Linked DNA regions of Rattus norvegicus: region 2 is linked to region 1. Evidence: chromatin contacts called from public Hi-C data. All regions are on one chromosome and are shown on one strand. The core of a region is the stretch at or near the end of the contact, and the rest is flanking DNA. Distances in the headings are between cores, read along the strand shown.

Region 1 (5,150 bases), core at 2,348-4,847:
CTTTTTTCTTGTGGAAAATATCCAAGGAATTTTTAACCACAGAGCGACCTGCACATTGCTCTTCACCCACCTGTCATAAAAATTCAAGGTTTGAGATAAGCCTTGACACACAACAGGCCCTCAGGGTAGGTGGCCTCAGATAGGTGCCACAGTTACCACACCTCCCTGGCTTCCACTTGGATTTAATGAAATCACCACCCCAGAGGATTGCTTTTCTTTTGGGTGTTAATTAGTAACTTTGGAAAAACAGTATTTTGCTTTCACATGATTTAGGTTAAAATAAATATTTAAGAATTTTATTGAACATCATATGTCCCATGGTCTGCATTCCTAACTTTTAATTTCAAGTGTGCTGTCATGTCCTTAGGGTGTGAGCGACTGGGTGGCAAGAAACTCCTCTGGTGTAGTGACCTAGGCTTTTGTTCTAATTGCTCGGGCTATATTAGCCCCTGCTGGTAGAGAGGTTGGTTAAAATACTTTAATCCTTTTATCACCCAGCAGGGGTGCTAGGAATTCGACACAGGGGGCCAGTGGAAGTGCCCCCCAGCAGAGGCTTGACAATGGAACCATTGTTCTCTTCGTGATCCTCAAAGACCTGAATTTGTGACCAAGTTTTGTGTGTGTGTGTGTGTGTGTGTGTGTGTGTGTGTGTGTGTGTGTTTCTGTTTTGAGTACCAAGAAAGGGCTATTGATCCATTCTCTGTTGATCCATTCTGCCACCTTGTGGCCATCCTAAGGATTGTCTCAGCCCATTACAAGGCCTTTCCCAAAGCCCTGAAGATGCTGAAGGCCCATTTCCCGACTTCTCCCCACCAGTCTCCAGAGTGCTAGAGGAAGCACATGGCACCTCAGCAGAGACGGCCCTGTCTTCTTCCTTTGTTCCCCCTTACCCCCTTGCTCACTGTCCACTTGGAAGAAGCATGTGCTTCACAGACTTTAGCAGGCCCCTCCCTGGTCATAGAGAGGAAAGGAAAAGATGAAGAGATGGTCGGTCTTTTACCTGAATGGGGAACGCAGTGTGGGCGGGCGACCTGACTGATAAACTGGGAAGGTGCAGACGTGCCCTGCCGGGGGTAGGCGCCCTCACCCAATTCAGACATCTGGTTGCTCCCTCGCTGTGGTGAAGTCTCTGGACTCTTCCTGTATGACGCCAGTGTGCTCTGTGGACCTCTGAGACATCATGTGTACAGTATTGCACTAGCTTCTGTGGGACACGCCTTGGGAAATACTGCCCACAAGGGTGTTCATCTGTGGAGCCACTCTGCTCTGTGGATTGAATTATGCAGGGCAATACAGTTTCTTCAGTGGTGTCTTAAAACTGTTATTCCTAGAAGGGAGTTTTAGAAGAAACCACATACCACCCTGAATTTCAGTTGCCACCTTCAGATGAAAAAATATCCAAGAATGGTAGTAGAGAAGTCTGGATCTTCAGAGAGAGAGAGTTTCAGCGTCTGTAGTGCAGCTTGAGACTTACACCTTAAACATTCAAAAGACTAAAATGTAAATATTTTTGCATGCATGTCTGTGTGTGTGTGTGTGGTGTGTAAAAGTCTGTGGTTCAAGTTAGTGGCTTTCATGTAGGGTTCTAAGAAGAATTTGCAAGTGTGTATTTTGTTGCCAGAGATGGGACCCAGGGATCCTGAATGCTAAGCTGCAGAAGCAAATTTCATTTTTTTTTTTTTTTTTTTTTTGTGTGTGTGTGTTATACGACACTCTTGAGTTGCCAGAGAGGAAATCTTGCAGTGTGCTGTTTCGCTGTGCCAGCCTTAAACATGTTCCTAGTTGGTTTATATCAGAGGAAAAATTAGCTGGCTGCTTTGAAAAAAATTAAGAATTTCTTTCTTCTTCTCTTTCTAACCAAGTCATTTGGAGCTAGAGAGATTGCAGATGATAAATTGTAAGTTGGTCACATTTCACTTTGAGGCTGATAATAAAAATCTGGATTTAGCTCAGAGGTAGAGTTACATGCTTAGGTATGGGGCCCTGAACACCAAAATTATATGACGATGACAATGGTAGTTAAAAGCTAGAATTTAAAAAGCAGAAAATTCTAAGTCGGGTGTGGTGGTGCCCACTTTAATCCCAGTACACTCAAGAGGCAGAGGCAGTGGATCCCTGTGACTTCATGGCCAGCCTTGTTCTACAGAATGAGTTCTAGGACAGGTAGGGCCTCACAGTGATATCCTGTCTCCAACAAAAAGCAACAAGGCAGAACAAAAAGCAGAGAAACTGTTGGGGCCCTTTGTAGGCTTATAAATATTTCATTTGACTTTTGGGTGTAGAGGTGCAGATTAAATATTGTGAAAATTCTGATGTATGTAAATGTTTCAGGAACACTTTAGATTTTACACCAGGAGTGTAGTCATTCTGATTTCCTACAACAACCATTACTTTTTTTTGGCATGGTGTGTGCCCTATGTACAATTGGGGCCACACAGCCTGCACTGTGCTTTCATTACTGTGTTTCACAAATATGATCTCAGTCACATTCCAGGTCAGATACAGCTGGGGAAGGAGAGGTGGGGTTTGATTCTGCCCCACGGACTATATTCTTTCTCTTCCTTCATCCTTAGAAAGCCGTTGCCTATGTTTAGTGTGGAGATACTAGGGATCTTGTAAATAAAACTTACAAACTGAGCCGTCATCTTGGAGACACAGGCACTTTGCAGCACTGCCTTCTCATCCCATTTGGCTGTGGACAGGAGCCTGAGCCCTGAAAACGTAGCTTTTAGACTCCTCATGAATAACGTTGGAGACATAGCTCTCACAATAACTGCTTGTGAGCATTTGCTCAGAAGGATAAGTTACATTTATGTCTGAAGGACCCCCAGGGGAGAATATGTTGCCATTTGTGCAATTCCTGGCCTGTGACCACTGTCTGAGCAAGTGCTTGTCTCTCTCCCCTCCTTATGCTCAAGTCCACAGACTTGGCTCACCTGGCTCTAGATTGTCACAGGTTTGCCCATTGTCACAGCATCTTGGGTCTTCATTCTCTTGAGTTAGTGCCTAGAGGAGCCCGCGTATTTCTAAATATGCTAAGGCACACAAGTAAGGTGTTTACATACACATCAAAACCTTTTAAAAGGAAACTCTTTTTGCTAACAATGTAATCCATTTTAATCATCACCGGCTCCTTTCTTTTGTAACCCTGGAGATTACAAATGCACAGCAGTCCCTGATAGGCAGGAGGTGGGGGAGTTCTTTTCCTTAGTGTGCCAAAGGTCGTATTAAAATGTGCTGTTTGCTGCTGTTGTAGTCCTGGTGCTAGCAAACACAAGACATTGAAGGCTAGCGTTAAGTGAACTGTATATTTGCTGTGCTGTCCCTTTATGTTGAGAATGCGTCCGGGGAGAGGAGTACAGACCTCTGGGTGTGGAGGCTGTTGTTTCTGTCTTCTTCCCTGTGGGGATCCCCTGTGCTTGCAGCCATTGAAGAAAGTATTTAGGGACGCCTTTGTTTTTAAAAAGGAGACTTTATTTGTCATGGGAAAACTAATTCCAATTGGCCCGTCAATCTCATTGTCTTCTTGGTCCCAGTGCTTTTATAAGTTTAATCTCCTTTGAAATGGCATCTATTGTCGAGAGCCGGATGTCCTTCCTAGGGTAGAAGGAAAGGTTATTGTTCTAAAAAAAGTTTGCTTCCTGCTTACAGAAACGTGTTCCTGTTTATGCTCAGAGTCCAGAGAATTTTAGGGAAAGTAGCTTACATTTTCAAAAGGGTCTTGTGTCCATAGTAATTAATGTTCCTGTGGATTCTGTCTTCGAAAGCACAGTTGGGGAGGGTGGGAATGTCTCAGCTGGCCCATCAGTTTCCTGAGAAAGTGGGAACTGGAATGCTTTAGGTGATTATGATTAGTGCCTCTGCATTTGCTTTCTATGAAGTTTGTTAACTTCACTTGCTGACTCTACATTGAGAAAATGAACTTTAGAAGCCACAAATACTTTCCGTGTGTATCTTGGATAATGTTTTACTTTGGGATGTTGCAGACTTTGAAAAAAGGGTCCCACTCTTGCCTTCTGGTTATCTCAGTTACAGTCCTTAGTCACTGTGTCCTTAGTCACTTAGGAGTGCTTGAGAAAACCCCAAATGCAGCTTGTTCCTTCCTTCCTTAGGTTTGTATTCTGTAGCTACCTGTAGCCATGTTTTATCTATCTGTCTATCCATCCTTCTATCTTTCTTCCCTCCCCCTCCCTCTCTCCCTTCCTTTCTCCCTCCCTCCTCCCTCCCTCCCTTCTAAGAGCAGAGGTTTTCTGATGAAAACCAAACTGTGTTCTTAAGGTTCAGTGACACATTGCTTGTTAGTTGGCAGCTGGGGAGGCACTAATGTTCATATAGAAAGTACTTGTTAAGGTATCTAGTTCAAGCTAGACAACACATCGGCTTTCAGGTAGGAGAACAACGTAGACTGACTCTGTCATACTACAATAAGCTTCTTGAGCGTAGACCATTTAAACCATTGCTTTTGAGATAGCTTACTTAAGAGTAATAGGAGAGCTGGGTTGTGGTGCTGAACATCTTTAAACTCAGCACTCAGGAAACAGAGGCAGGCAGATCTCTTGAGTTTGAGGCCAGCTTAGTCTACAGAGCAAGTTCCAGGACAGCCAGGACTACGTGGAGACACCCTGTCTTGAAAAACAACAAAAGTTTGCCGTCTATTTAAATCTATAAAAATACAAGAAACAGCTGGTGAGCTGGCTCAGCAGTTAAGAGCACTTTTTATTCTTGCGGAGGACCAAGTTCAATACCCAGCACCTCCTGTGGCTCACAGACATTTGCAACTGGAATTCTAGGGTAGTCATCACCTCCTTATGGCCTCCATGGATATTGCAAGATTGTGGTATACATAAACACATGCAAGGAAAATACCCATGCACATAAAATACAGCAGTCACACATGAGACACGACAAAACAAAACGAAAACAAAAAATATCTGAAACAAAGAAACAACACCCCCCAAGTACATTAAACAAACAAAATTTTATGACCATGTATTATTGCTTGAGTGGCATTTATTTAGAAGTAACCCCCACAAACATGGTGATTATGTGTGGTGTTTAATTTAGAAGGAAATTCTGCTTCAAAAAATACTGCCAGGCATTAGAAGTGTGAAACAGTAGGTCTGTAACTCCCTTCTCAGTAACAAGTGCCA
Region 2 (4,906 bases), core at 100-2,599, 150 kb before region 1:
TTCTACCAGGGATGTATGGGATTCTGAATTTTAACCAGGGCTAGACATGGGAAGACAAGAGAGGGACAGATTTTCTTATGGTTTTACAGAGTAACTATTGTGTTCCAACATCCTCTGTTGTGAACAAATGGAGGTTATATTAAAAATAAACTTAATTTAGAGTAGGAAGGAAAGGGTACCAAGTCACTGCTCTCAGGAGCAGGACAGCAAACATTCCTACCAGTGTTCCTGTGATTTATTTGCTATGAGAAGCTCTGGGAAGGGGGAGTTGGGAGCTACTAATTATGGGTTTTTTGTTTTTTTTTTTAAACTTCTAGAATAAAGATCATGGGCAAAATTCCTGGGTTAAAACAGACAGATGCCTGTTGTTTTGATGGCCTTATGAAGCTTCTTGGATTGTTGTTTGTTTGTTTGTTTAGAAATTACATCAATGTAGCCCTAACTCAGGTATACCAGAGAACTATTGGCAGAGAAATCCACATTTTTGCAGCGTGCTGGGAGAGCTTGGTGAGAGCTGTAGAGGTCAGAAGATACAACCTTGTATCCTGGTGGGGGTCTTGCTCCTAGCACATACTCATCCAATTACAAAGTAATTTTTCAGTAACAGAAACATTTTCTGTTTGGGGAACATTCCATTTTCTTCAATGCATGGGGTAAGATCTGCCTTCCTACAGCAGCCACAATCTGGCTTGAATTCTAGTGAGAACTCCTCCTCTTTCCCGATTCCTCTTTTTCCTCCCCCTCTCCTCCTCCTCTCTGATTCTGTCTGTGTGTCTGTGTCTCTCATTCCTCTCTCTCTTTCCTCCCCCACCTCCCTCTGCCTCGATTTTCACGTATGGGAAGGCTCACAGGATATATATAATATGATTCTCAGGCTTGGTGCCATGTTGTCATTCCCTTGTTTATTTGATGACACAGGGTCGGCTACGTAGTCCAGGCCATCTTTAAACCGTTACTCTTCTGCCTCAGCTTCCCAAGCTTCAGGATGTGTTCCACCACACCTGCTGCACCCTGTGGTTTGAAGTATGGCCATACAGGGCCAGGGGGATAGCACAGGGTACAGTGTCTTCAAACCCCAGAACCTGTATGGTATAAGGGAAGCACTAACTCCAAGTTGTCCTCTGACACCTCCCACCACACACACACACACACACACACACACACACACACACACACACAACACACATGCGCGCGCCCCACATTAAATAATGTGGTCCATTCAAGACAGTCTCTTGACAAGCCCTGACTGCCATGATTTTCAGCTTTGTCAGAAGTGTGTCGCTCTCTATGTCCCTCTTGAGTTTACTGTCTCCATGCCAATGACATCATCCCTACCTTTCCACTTCGATTGATAACTAGCTCCATGTGCAAAGTTCATATTTATTCCTATTGCATCATGACCCTGTTTGTTTGGATCCCCAAAACAGTAAAGTTCTTTTACAATTTGTCATCTAGCTTCCCACTTTCTCTTTTTTTTCTGGGTTTGTGCTTTCGTTAGCTAACAGCATGCCTTGTCTTTCTGCATAAAATCACTGAAAATACCATTGGACAAGACAAAGCTACTTCCTTCCTTTCTCCTCTAATCAATTACTGAAGACCAAAGCTTAAAAAAACAAAAAACCAAAAGAATGGAATGTCCAGGTGGAGTAAACCTGGACAGTTAAATATTGACTGCCAGCTGCCATTTCTCCAATGTGTCTCTCTGATGGGAAACAGAACTCACAGTGACAGTAAATAATCCTAGGAAATGATTAGAATGCCTAATAGGAACCAAGAATTTGAAATATAGATTCCTTGGGTATGTACAAATGGGAATTTAAGAACAGTCCAATTAAGAGCCTTTAGTACATTTTTTTTAATTAATTGGATTTTGAGATTCACACTGTACCAAAAACCACTGTTAGAAAATTTGTTTTACAATTTTCCCCAAGGCTTATGCTTATCAAACATCTTCCTCACATGGTTTTTTAAACATACAAAAATATAAATGGTAGAACACTTCTGGGAGACATCCTGCTTAGTGCAGAGTGCCAGCTGAGTTTCACACTGTGGAGACACACACACCTACTCACAGGCAAGTCTACCTGGAACTGTGTGGTTGTGTGGCTGCGTCAGCTAGAGGGCTGAAGAAAATAACATGGTCACAAATCCCACGGTTCAGTTCAGACAGCACATCTGAGGTCACAGACGAACCCAGTGAGAAGAGATTAGAAAATGTGTTCGAGGCCTGGGAAGACTGCTCAGTGAGTACGCGCTCACTGGGAGGTGAGAACATGAGTTCAGATCTCCCGGTGCCACATAAAGGCAGACATACATAGTTCATGTTTGTAAGCACAGCACTCTAGTGGTGAGATGAGAGGCAGAGACAGGATGATGTTGGGCCAGCTAGCCTGGATGCACAGCGCCAAACAAGAGAGCCTGTCTCCAACAAGGAGGACACCTGAGGTTCTTCTCTGACTTCCACACTTACTGATAGGAACACACACACACACACACACACACACACACACACACACACACAGAGCACACACATGCACACACACACACAGACACACATGCACACACGCACATACACACAGACACACGCACACACGCACACACACAAACACACACTGAGAGACAGAGACAGAGATTTTTTTTAAATGTGTACCCTCGGCTGTATCTACTTGATCTACTTGTAGTATGAAATTAAGTATGTGTCTCTCTCCCTGCACAAAAATCAATTCAAAGTGGATTAAAGACATTCATGTAAACCTGGAAAGGACTCCAATAGCACAAGAATTAACAAATAGGATTGCATGAAATTAAGATGCTTCCACACCACAAAGGAAATAATCACCAGAGTGAAGAAACAGCCATAGGAATCAGAAACAAAGACAACAAACATCTCTGCTAACTACACCTTAGACACCTGTGTGTATTACTTTCTAGAACTGCAAACACTAAGTCCAATAGAAAGGAAGAAAATCCAATCAATAAATGGGCTAATAAAAAGAATGAACAGTCGTGAAAAGGGAAAACACAAACGACCAATAATGTTTGAACGGTGGTAGTGTCCTTAGCCTTCAGGGCAACACAGATGGAAACAGCTTCTAGATTCCATCTCATCCCAGTCAGAATGGCTAAGGAGACAAATGGCCACAGATGCTGGTGAGGGTGCTGATGAGGATATAATTGTGCGGCCACTGTACAGCACTTCCCTGTACTCTCCGCTCACCTCTCACACTCTGCCCCTTATTCTTAGAGCTTTGCTTTTTTCTCCCACTGTTAGCCCCTTTTTAACGTAACCTTCCATAGATTCCGAGATCTCTACAATCTTCATACCCTACCACCACCCCAACTTTCCGTTCCTAGATATTTTATCCACCTTTTAAAAAAGTTCAGTGTTGATCTAATACTTCATCTTTTTCCTCATCCACCCTCCATCCCTCCTATCCTCAGTCTGAATGACTAAAATCTGAACCTATGCCTTACGATCCTTGGTTGTTTATCCTCCAACAGTTATTGAAGCCAAAAGGGCCGCCGTCATTCGTGGGCTACTTTGGCTTATGCATAGTGGTTATCAAGCAGCTGTAGTTGCCCTCTCAGTGAATATCCCACCCAGGGAACCTATAGAGCTTAGTCCAAATACCCTAAGCTCCTAACCTGTTTCAGAGCTGGACATAGAATCCCTGATCCCATGTGTGGTAGGTAAGGGCTCTGCCACTGAGCTGTGTCCCCAGACACTGAAATAATTTTTAACAAGAAAAGCACACTGAAAGCAACAAGCTTCAGTATGAAACACCAAGTCACTTACAAAGGTGGACCCATCGAAGAACAGCAGATGTGTCAACTAAAAGTTTAAACTCTAGGAGGGCCCTTGGGAAATAAGTGCAAGCCCAGAACTTCTCTACTCAGTAATCTGTCAAACATGGAGGGAAAATAAAATATTTTTTGAGATAAAATAGATTAAAGGGTTTTATAACCACTAAACCAATTCTACAGAGAATAGTTGATGAAACCTTTATTCTGGAGAGAAAAACAAATCTATCTATAAGGCCCTTGGCAGAAATAAATCACACTAGATTAATAAATAAACAAGGGGCAAAAGGGAAAAAGTACAGCAAAATTAACAGAAAGGCAGAAGTCAATATATACCTTTCAATAATAACTGTCTATTAATGGTCACAATTCTCCAATCAAAAATAGATTAAGAGACTGGATTCAAAGGCAGGACCTCTGTATGCCATTTCTGGGAAACTTAGCTCACCACAAAAGGCTGACATTATCTTAAGGTAAAAGGGTGGAAAATGGAGTTCCAAACAGATGGATCAAGAAAATATGCAGGTGTCGTTGTTCTAATATCTAAAAAGATAGGCTTTAAACCCAAAACTAGTGAGAAATGGTAAAGCAGTTTCCTACTGATTTAGGAAACAACGCAAAAAGAATATGTTAAAACATAAATTCCTTGAACACAAGAACATCTGATTTTATCAAACTAATTTAGATGTAAAGTCACAGCTTAACCCTAGCACAATAGTAGTGAGTGATTTCAATACTCTGCTCCCCCTAATTTACAGGCCACCCTAACAATCCCCCTCCAAAAAACAAAACAAAACAAAACAAAACAAAACACAACCCAACAACAACATAAAACAAAGATCTGAATTCATTGACATCATAGATTAAATCAATCTAACAGAACAATTTATCTAAACGCTGCAGAATATTACATATTCTCAGCATCTCAGGGATCTTTCTCCTAAGTAGACCACATATTAGGACACAAAATAATTAGTAACAATGAAATAAGACTAATAGTTAACGAGAAGCCCTAGAGCAGACATAAATGCCGGTGTTCTTATTTAACAATAAAACACTATTGAACAATGAATGGGTCTGTGGAGACATCAAGGGGGGAATAAAA

Evidence for each region. Hi-C and Micro-C count contacts between places; a contact is called where the count stands out from the background.
Region 2: a contact with region 1 is called in a Hi-C map of liver, with 5 times the contacts expected there. The contact joins two enhancer-like sites. A contact is called at or near these places in 1 of 12 Hi-C or Micro-C datasets (liver) and 1 of 1 datasets of contacts at active chromatin or transcription factors (oligodendrocytes).

The regions. Positions count from the first base shown.
Region 1 is chr2:166,663,573-166,668,722 of GRCr8, reverse strand. It overlaps a transcript of Rapgef2 not described here. Among named protein-coding and RNA genes, the nearest start is that of Rapgef2, 46 kb to the right of the region's middle. Within about 2 kb of position 3,597, at least 17 of the 93 cell types and tissues checked have an H3K27ac peak or open chromatin away from gene starts, as enhancers often do. A contact at or near this core is called in liver, where this site is marked.
Region 2 is chr2:166,815,689-166,820,594 of GRCr8, reverse strand. The region is part of intron 1 of Spmip2 (sperm microtubule inner protein 2); the gene reads right to left. Among named protein-coding and RNA genes, the nearest start is that of Spmip2, 30 kb to the right of the region's middle. Within about 2 kb of position 1,349, at least 2 of the 93 cell types and tissues checked have an H3K27ac peak or open chromatin away from gene starts, as enhancers often do. A contact at or near this core is called in liver, where this site is marked.